2 separate regions of the Mus musculus genome follow, and region 2 is linked to region 1. Evidence: chromatin contacts called from public Hi-C data. All regions are on one chromosome and are shown on one strand. The core of a region is the stretch at or near the end of the contact, and the rest is flanking DNA. Distances in the headings are between cores, read along the strand shown. Region 1 overlaps Umad1 (UMAP1-MVP12 associated (UMA) domain containing 1). Region 2 overlaps Ica1 (islet cell autoantigen 1).

Region 1 (4,984 bases), core at 959-3,458:
TACCTTCACAACATAATTAGGCTTCATGGGCAAGAGAGCACTCAGACGTCTCCCAACTTACCAAGTCCACAATCCAGCAAGCAAGGAAGAAAGGTGCATACCAGCTCCGCTTTGATTTTAATTTTGGTATTTATTTATTATTTCCTTGTTTCTTGAGACAGAATATCTCTGCTATGTAGCTCTGGTTGTTTAGGAGACCCACTTGCCTTTGCCTCCCCAGTGGTAGGATTAAAGCCATGTGGCATCATGGCTAGCCCAACTGGGTTTTAACAAAAAAAAAAAAAAAATAATAATAATAATAATAAAATAAAATAAAATAAAATTCTCCTAGAATCTGCAAACAGAATAACCCCACACCTAAATGGAAAATAGCCACAGAGCTAGAAAAGAAAAGGAAGAAAGGAAAATGAATACAACTAGTGTTTTCTGCCTTGTATCATATTAAAACGAAAGGACAGGAAAATGTTCAACTCCAGATATTTGCTACACAACATGCACCCCTATGTTGTGTGACTATTGTTTTGCCGGCTTATGTATCACCGTAATGTGACATATACTAAATACAGAAATATATTCAAGTCATAATACTGTGTATAATTTTGAATAGTTCTTGGTCTACAGAGAATGATAGAAGTTAACTTCTTTTTTAAAAGCTATTACTAAAATTGAATTTAAAAAAATTAAGTCACGGATGCTTTAAAATGCACTAAAAGTTCCTTACAGCATGAGGGATAAAATTCTAATGTCTCAGCCTATCACAAACTACCTTCCCAGACCGGTTTTTCCTCAGTGACCCTGATATACTCTCTCTAGCCAAGCAGCAACTTTTCAACGGCCCTAAGTAGGCCTTATCTTGTTCTGCGTTATCACCTAAGAATGCTTTGTTCTCCCACCAGCACCTTAGGAAAGAATGATTTCAGCAACTCTTGAACACTGCCATCCCTACAATACTGCATGTTGTTTAGAAGGATGTCAGAGTTCTGACACATAGGGAGAACACCTTGATGAGCTAGAGCAGAATTAAGGAACAAATACTGTGAAAATTCCATCCCTTACACACAGCTGGGAGAATAAGAACTTTCATTACCTAATGAAGTTAAATGAAAAAGCCTCTAACATTTGCCTTGGAACTTAAAGGTCAAGAGTAAAAATAGAGATCACTATGATAAATTAAATATATTTGAGTTTTTCTGGTTATAACTATACAAGGTCAAGAACAAATTACTTTTTAAATCCATGAATACTTTTTAAAGATCTGTGCATTTGTTCTGTAAGGACAGGAGTTAAAACAGGAAGCACATTATGAAAACCTATTTAGTTTTGCTGTCACAATTAAAGCCTTTGGCTCCACACAGAATGAAAGTTACTTACTATTTCCCATTCTGTGGAATGTACATTTTCATTGTACACAGCTAAGCCTTCATTAAAAAAAAAAGAAAGGAAGAAAGAAAGAAAGAAAGAAAGAGAAAAACAGAGATGGGAAAAAAACCTTTTAAAAGTCCTAAATAAAAATAAAATAGGCTTACTGAAATATATGTGCATGCTTTAATTCCCAGAATCAGGAATATAATAGGAAAGAGTCTTTAAGACGACTGATAAAATCTAATTTCATACTTAAGCTCCAAGAAAGGGGGAAACTAAGATATGCACTTCAATATCAAATACTTAAAGATGAAATCCAAACTACTATGAATTACTAAATTAGTTTTAATTTAAAAGAAGCTTAGAGTTATTGTGTCCTACTTTAAGTGCCTGCATATACTGAAGAACGAAATGGGTTCAGCCGTACTGTCATACAATTCTTTTTGTCTCTGTGATAGTTTACTTGCCCAATTTCATTCTCACTCCTCTAAAATTATACTCAATATCTGGTCAACAATATTACTGGAGCAAGAACAATAATCTACATTACTTCTTTTCATTTTATATTCTATTTTTGCTTTAACATAATAAGCTAATGCATGCCTTTGTCTTGGTATTGGATAGAATTATCTGCCAACCCTGCAAAACCCTTTCCTAATTTAAAATAACTACAAGGTTGCACATTACACTAGTAAATTTGTAATCAACTTAAAGATAATGTGTTAAAAGCACAATTAAATGTGTCATAACAGAAGAAGGCCTTGGTAATTACAAACAGTGCCTTGCTTGCTAGCTTTTTAAACAGTAGCTCAAGACTGTGAAAAATCGCCACCCAGTGATGCAAAGGGAAACTGCAATTTGTTTTTGTGTAGATGGAGTACCTGGAGGATTACTTCAACTTCATTACTGAATGAGCTCTAGCCTTCTGCTGTGAATTCTGGGTACACAAGGGAAAGCATGTTTTTCTACTAACCCCACCCCTCACTTTATGCTTAGTCTACATGCTCTACAATCTAAAGAGAGCAAAAGCTTCAGAAGTCCTAGTAAAGAAAAAAGCTTTCCATAAACATGAACTAATTTAGTTGTACGTGACTACTCTAAATACTCCTGTTATCAAGTAAAGTGCCTTGGCTGTCCTGGACCTGAAATTTCAAGTGACCATTAAATAGAAGTACTAGCCGAAAGGAGAAGGTATTCTCAGGTGGAAAAGGAAAGGAAAGGGGCACCATTTTCAGATTTAACAGTGTAACTGACTGTGGCCTCTTTAGAAACTGGTCATAGAGGCTCTAAGGAGATACTGTAACCAATTCTAAACAGTCCATACTGGCAGGGGATTGTTTCTCAGTCATAGACTTTCTCACTGAGAAGCCAGAGGATAAGAAAACAAAACCAATCATTTTTTGCTCCTATAATGTTTCTGGTTCAGATACTAATTTAAAAATCTTAGGTGAATATCTATTGGCCGTTTTTAGTGAAAGTTTACCTGCAGGTTCACTGATCCCCAGTAGGTGGCACTGCTTGGGGAAGTTATGGAAGTTATGGACCTGGAGCTTTGCTGGAGGGAGTCTTGCCGGGCCAGCTTCACAGCTTCAGCCGTCTTCCAGTTCTCTCTCCTTGCTTCCTGCTCTGATCCCTCAGCCTCCTGACCTGGCCTCAGGATACCGTACCTTCCTTCCCTGCTGTTATGGACATCTAGTCCTCTGGAAATATGAGCCCAAATAAACTCTCTCTTACAAGTTGCTTTTGGCTGTAGTATTTTCTCACAGCAGAAAAGTAACTAGTACATATTCCAAAATATGTGAATATGGTACCCTGTTAACAATAAAACTATGAAAAAATATACCACTGAACTTATCTTTTCAAAGTATTTTCATATGGTATGCCCTGAGATTAAAGTAAATATTACATAAAGAGACTGCTATAGAGTGACATGACAAAACAGGTAGTTTACCACAATAAAAAAAATTTTAAAGTTTGTCTTTATAAATTTTAATGGTAATACAATAATTCCTAGTAATGGTTAGAATTTTTATCAGTTAAGTCGATTAAGTCTGTGAATGCTAATGATATTTTACTACAAAAACAATACTACTATGAGCCTTCAACTTCCAGGAGGTTAGTTCTATATAATAATTTAAAAATATTTTAGTTATTTAAAATATCGGAGAATAAACAGTGAGGTAGCCAAATTAGGATCCAAACTTAATAAACAGTGATAAAATGCCAAATTCTCCTTTATTTAAAAGAAAGTACATTCATGTTTAAAAGGTAAAGTACACAATTTAATGTTCTCAGGGGTTTTTTTTGTTGTTGTTGTTGTTTCTGTTTTTTGGCTTTTTCTTTTTTTAAAATATTTTTATTAGGTATTTTCCTCATTTACATTTCCAATGCTATCCCAAAAGTCCCCCATACCCCCCCACTCCCCTACCCACCCACTTCCACTTTTTGGCCCTGGCGTTCCCCTGTACTGGGGCATACAAAGATTGCAAGTCCAATGGGCCTCTCTTTCCAGGCCATCTTTTGATATATATGCAGCTAGAGTCAAGAGCTCCGGGGTACTGGTTAGTTCATAATGTTGTTCCACCTATAGGGTTGCAGATCCCTTTAGCTCCTTGGATACTTTCTCTAGCTCCTCCACTGGGGGCCCTGTGATCCATCCAATAGCTGACTGTGAGCATCCACTTCTGTGTTTGCTAGGCCCCGGCATAGTCTCACAAGAGACAGCTATATCAGGGTCCTTTTAGCAAAATCTTGCTAGTGTATGCAATGGTGTCAGCGTTTGGAGGCTGATTATGGGATGGATCCCTGGATATGGCAGTCTCTAGATGGTCCATCCTTTTGTCTCAGCTCCAAACTTTGTAACTCCTTCCATGGGTGTTTTGTTCCCAATTCTAAGAAGGGGCAAAGTGTCTACATTTTGGTCTTCACTCCTCTTGAGTTTCATGTGTTTCACAAATTGTATCTTATATCTTGGGTATCCTAAGTTTCTGGGCTAATATCCACTTATCAGTGAGTACATATCATGTGAGTTCTTTTGTGATTGGGTTACCTCATTCAGGACAATGCCCTCCAGGTCCAACCATTTGCCTAGGAATTTCATAAATCCATTTTTTTTAATAGCTAAGTAGTACTCCGTTGTGTAAATGTACCACATTTTCTGTATCCATTCCTCTGTTGAGGGGCATCTGGGTTCTTTCCAGCTTCTGGCTATTATAAATAAGGCTGCTATGTATGGCTTTTTCTTTTTGCCTTAAACTATTGAGAAGGCTGGGCTGGTTCCACAACAGGCTTCAAATTGGCAGTCAAGGAGACTATGCCTAAGAACGTGGCAAGTCCAGGAAAGCCCAGGCAAGTCAGTTACTAGAAAAAAAGAACCCAGGCTTCAGGCAGCTAGTCAGAAACTGCCCAGCTACCAGAAGCTGCCCACCACCTGACCTGAGGCAAGGACAGTGGGTCAGCAGCAGTTTCCAGACTTCCCCAGCAGCAGTTTCCAGCCCCCACTCAGTTCTGGAATGTCCCTAGAGATGGAGCAAGATAAAGGTCACCTACTCCAGAATTTCCCTAATGTGCTTTAAATCCCTCACTTTGTGGTCTCCATCTTGGATTGAGAGACCCCAGCATG
Region 2 (4,984 bases), core at 880-3,379, 350 kb before region 1:
CAGCCACATGGCGAACACATTCCTAGCTGCTCCCTGCTAGGAGGTACCCTAATAGAGAGACATTTATCCCAGCTTCTGACGTCGCCACCTGTTGGGAAGGAGGAGAGGCATGGATTATCAGCCAGTGAAGTGGATGCTCACGTGGAATGATTTATAGGAAAGAGTCCCAGCTCATTTATAAATCACTGGCATGAGGCGCTCCTTTGAAAATTCTCTTCTCATCTGGAAGACACTTTGGCTGTCTAATCATGGTTTGGGGGGAGTTAGGGTGGGGGGAACAGAAGTAGAGGGAAGAGCTCCAGTGAGGCTGAACGGGGGGGATTTCAAGCCCATGAAGGGAAGGGAAGGGAAGGGAGAAGGGAAGGGGAAAGGGAAAGGGAAAGGAAGGACCTAGCCTTTGACAGGAAGAGCTAGGAAAGGCAGTGATTGTAATGGTAGAGAGACTGGGCCTGGGTATGACCTCCTGTGGGCCTGCGTCTTTGAAGGGTGAAAGGAGAAACCGCAGATGGCTCCTGGCCCGTGGGACTTAAAGGGAACCCTCCGGCAGACACCAGAAGGCACCTTGCTTCAGTCTGATTTCTGAAATAGCCAAGCTGCTTCTCGGTTGAGGGAGACAGACAGCATGTGCCGTTTTGAGTACCTCTGTGAGCTGTAGCCATTGCTGGAGGTGCCCTGAAGATGGAAATTAGTTAACTGAGTCTCAGGCCAAGGTTTGTGTTAGCCAGCCCTTCAGGGGACATGAAATTCCCCAAGGATCATGGGATTTGTCCCTCCTGAGGTGCTCATTGAGAAGGTGGGTTTGTTCATGTTTCTTCTTCTTTCCCCAGAGCCTGCCAAGGCTGCCTCGGACCTGACTGCCTGGTTCAGCCTCTTTGCTGACCTCGACCCCTTATCAAACCCTGATGCTGTTGGGAAAACTGATAAAGAACACGAATTGCTCAATGCATGAGTCTGCAACCTTCAACAGGGAGCCCTCGGGCCACTCCGCGGCACCTCATCCAGGGCTTGCAGAAGTCTAATATGCTCAGTGTGCTGTTTTAATATTTACATGCCATTTTAATAAAATGAGAGGGTCAAGGCCCTGTTTCTATCGCTATAGTTATTCACTCCTGTTTGGTTTGTATGTAGTCCGTGTGCATTGAACAGTAGAGGAGTACACAGGGGCCGCTGGCAGGCCACTGCTTACTCTTGCTGACACCCAAAATCCAAGGCTAAATCACACACCTGCATGTGGACTTACACACGTCCTCAGGGGCACCAGGAGGCTCAAAGTGCTTTCTCACGTCCCCATCCCTCTCAGAAGAGGTGTCAGGAAGAGCCCTTCTGCCATGCCACTGTCCACTGAGCTCTGGATGAAGATCCAGACAACCGAAGACACTGTCCCCTGCCACACTTGACTGCGGCCACGTGCCACACTGGCAGAGGAGTGGGGCTGCTTTCTGCTGCATGGACCTTTCTATTGAAGGCAGCCATCCTTGCACATCCTAGTGTCTCCTTTTATCTTTTCCGTAGCTGAATTCAAAAGCATAAACTCCAGGAGCCTCATGGAACCTTTTTTTTTTTAAACAGAAAATTTTAAACATTAAGACAACATTTGCTATACAAACTCAAGTCGTGGATTCTGTGTGGAGACCCAGCTGTGCTAAGAAAAGCATCATTGAAGGTGCAATAGAGGGGCAGGGGGCCCCATGGGCAGTTCTGCAGCTATTGGTCAGAACTGTACATCCCCAAATAAGGCAGCCAGCTACAAGGGCTGCCTGGGACTTTTGTAGGACCAAGAAATAGTGGTAATTACAGATTCACATGTAGCCACATCAACAACTTAGATACCCTGTCAGACTCCCAGACCCCAGAGTTTCTCTATGTCACAGGTAACCTGCTAAGTTAGGGCCCTCTCACATGCCCTCATGTAGACCTAAGCAATGCACAGAAGGCCCTGTGTAAGTTAGTGGTCCAGAAAAAAAGGTTCTCTGTGCTTAGGCCTCTTGAGGGCTCCTGTTGCCTATCTCAGAGAAGGCTCCCTGGGCTTCCTTCAGAAACTCACCCTCAGAAAGGACCTGCCTGCAGTTCTAAAACCACTCTGAGGGCTGGAGACACGGGCCGTTACAGATGTCTTCTTGGTAAAGGAAATGTCTGGGAGCCAGCTGAGGGCCTGGCTTGGGTAGCTTTCCCTGGCTTTGCTGTCTTGTGCTATCAGAGGTCTTGTTGCCAGAATCGTCTCTGGCAGATTTCTCAGCTCCACGTTAATACACTTTGAGGTTGTCACGATACAGAATCAGAACCCAACCTCACACTCCTCTAAACACAGGCATGCTTGCCACCCCTTTAATGTACCGTCCCAGGGGCCTGTGTGCTATGTGAGACTCCATGACAGCCTTCTTCAGTCCTCAAGAGCTTCCTCACAGTCCACCTCCACCATGAGAATGTGGAGCCTCTACCTGCACCTTCAGTTCTCCAAGGATGAAGCTCTACTGTCTCCTGAGAGTTTGGCTCCTGCCCTACCGCTCTCCTCCAGCCATGCCAGGATGGTGCTTCCTAGCCTTGACAGATACGTGCTTTAGACACATGCCTCTACCATTAGACAGTGCCACTTGCGTGGATTAATGATCGCCAGGTCAAGTTGCCCAGCATGGAATGAGGAGTAAGGGTTCTAGTTTCATCCCAGGTCACATTTGTTTGTAGCCATGGAAACCCCAGAAGTCACAGTGAGGAGCTGAATCTGGAAGGCCTGTCTGGCTCCGTCTAGGCGATGGGAAGGCATGGAGGTTGAGGGAGGTAGAGTTTGGAATAGGATAAGCAGTAGGAGGCTGCCTTTTAAAACTGATCAGTGAGTGGGGGGTAGTGGATCACAGTGGTTGAATAAGCTTTGCAACCGGAAAAGGAAAGGGTTGCTCATGGAGGCATTTTCTCCCCAAATTGTCTTTATATTTCTCATGAAAAGGAAAGAAAAGAAGAAGACTCAGTCTCCTTTCCCATCTGCAATCCACTGGGGCAGCCTCTTGATCCCTGTTGAGAGGCACGTTTTGACCCTGCTCACACAAAGCCCCTTGACCACCTCTCCTAAGTAAGGGGAAGCAGCTGCCACCTGGCTCTCTTGTAAGAGCCCCGTACACCCGCCTGGCCAAGAGGCTTCCTCTGGGACCCACCTTGGGGTCTCCCCAACTGCCCACACAAGTGTGATCTCTGCCATGAAGGAGACAATATGTCTTTACCCTCTTTGCCAAACAAGTCTCGCTTCATCTCCAACTCCCTTCGGGCAGCCTGAGCCACCGTTACAATGGAGCTTGAGCTACAGGTAGACCCAGGCTCTCCTTGGCTTTCTGGCTATTTCTGATGGCTTCAGCATGACCCCCGGTTCCCCTCCCTTTTCCTCAGCTAACAGATAAAGAACGCACACACTGTAAGGAGGGACGAGGCATGATTCTGTTTGTGCCTGCCTTCTTTCCCCAACTGGCACTGGCTCTCGGTTCACTTTACAGATTCATTCCCCTCGAAATGTAATTTTAGAAATGTCAAGTTGATTTTGAGTTCTGGGTGAGTGAAAAAACCAATCCATCAGCCTCAGAATTAGAAAGTACTGATTTAGAAAGAGCCAGCATGTTTGATTTTTTTGGTTTGGTTTGGTTTGGTTTGGTTTGGTTTGGTTTGGTTTTGGTTTGGTTTGGTTTGGTTTGTTTTTTTGGTTGTTGTTGTTGTTGTTATTGGAAGTTTTTGCCCAAGAAAATGTATTCTGCTTGAAGCCAGCACCTCTGGGTATGAAGGAGCAAATCCGTTGTGCATTCGCCAATTTTTATAGCTGGTGTGGGGCCAAGGGCTGAGGGCCCTGAAGCCACTTTGGGAGGCTGCCCACCTACTAGATGCCACTTCCCAGACCCCTCCTGCCTATTGTCCCACCGGGCAACTTCTGGAGACAACACCGACTTCCCCCTTTTAGGAGGTGCTGCAGGAAGACTCCACCCCAGAACCAGTATCTGGCGAGGGCTCATGGACAAATACTAATTGATTTTTCCAATATATCAGTGCTGCGCCTGGCTTTGTGATCAACTAGTGTCCGCCACAAAAGCCAGTTAATCCTCTGCTTCCTGCTCTAATTAGAGGCAGCTTTCAAGCCCTGGGACTGGGATTCTCAGTGCAGTGATGTAAGTAGGTCTCTTCAGATTTGTTGGAACACAGATGCCAACTTGGAGGCAAATCCATACGATTGACCATGGCTGCCAAGAAACCTGCATTGGGAAGGCTTCTAATAAATGATAAATGTTTATGGTAGATGTGGGGCAGGCAACACTGCCTCAGACCTTGCCTTTCATGAAGCTTGTAAAGTTAACTTTCTTATCGAAGGAAACCAGTATTCTAGAACCTTCAGAGAGGGGTAAGAACAAAAAAGTTCAGAGACTAGTCATTACCAAAATCCATCCAAACTCAGGCTGACCTAAACACCAAACCAGTAAAGCTATCGTTTAGGAGGTGGAGGCAGGAGGATCACGAATTCAAGGTCACCCTTGGCTATTTAGTCAGTTTGAGACCAGCCTAGCCTAAATGAGGGCCTGTCTTAATTAATCAGTTAATTGATTAATTACTATCTTTAATGTATGACAACAGGCTTACTCCTCAGGTGACTGTTGAGTCCATAAACTTCAGGCACAGTTGGGTCTAAAAGGATCATATGTGCATCCTCCCTGCCCCCAGCTCTGCTTCCTCCATTTCTTCATTCCATCATGCATCTCTTAACAGGAGACAAGATGGCCACAAGTATCTGAAGTGAAAGGTTTGGAATGCATAGGTCCTAGGACCTGTCTTCATTCACTAGGCTCAATGGGTGGACCACAGGCCATTTGACGAGCTTCCTCCAGGTGCATTTGGGTGCTGTTACTAGAAGACAGAATAGAGGCCGAGCAGAAGAGTGTACTACAGATCTGCCCTGGCTCCTGTACTACAATGGCCTCAAGGAGACACTCTCCTTCCCAGAGGACAATGAATGGCAGCA

What was found. A called contact is a pair of places that touch in the nucleus more often than the background predicts.
Region 2: a contact with region 1 is called in a Hi-C map of pre-B cells, with 4 times the contacts expected there. The contact joins two enhancer-like sites. A contact is called at or near these places in 1 of 15 datasets of contacts at CTCF or cohesin (pro-B cells), 2 of 484 Hi-C or Micro-C datasets (cortical neurons and pre-B cells), 1 of 115 datasets of contacts at active chromatin or transcription factors (large pre-B cells) and 2 of 9 other capture datasets (embryonic stem cells and liver).

What each region holds. Positions count from the first base shown.
Region 1 is chr6:8,272,520-8,277,503 of GRCm38.p6, reverse strand. All of the region lies in intron 2 of Umad1 (UMAP1-MVP12 associated (UMA) domain containing 1), which reads right to left. Among named protein-coding and RNA genes, the nearest start is that of Umad1, 16 kb to the right of the region's middle. Within about 2 kb of position 2,208, at least 70 of the 459 cell types and tissues checked have an H3K27ac peak or open chromatin away from gene starts, as enhancers often do. A contact at or near this core is called in pre-B cells, where this site is marked.
Region 2 is chr6:8,626,641-8,631,624 of GRCm38.p6, reverse strand. Ica1 (islet cell autoantigen 1) reads left to right here. Exons shown (of 14, transcript NM_010492.3): 14 at 828-1,098. The coding sequence ends at 949. Among named protein-coding and RNA genes, the nearest start is that of Gm35621, 5.8 kb to the right of the region's middle. Within about 2 kb of position 2,129, at least 9 of the 459 cell types and tissues checked have an H3K27ac peak or open chromatin away from gene starts, as enhancers often do. A contact at or near this core is called in pre-B cells, where this site is marked.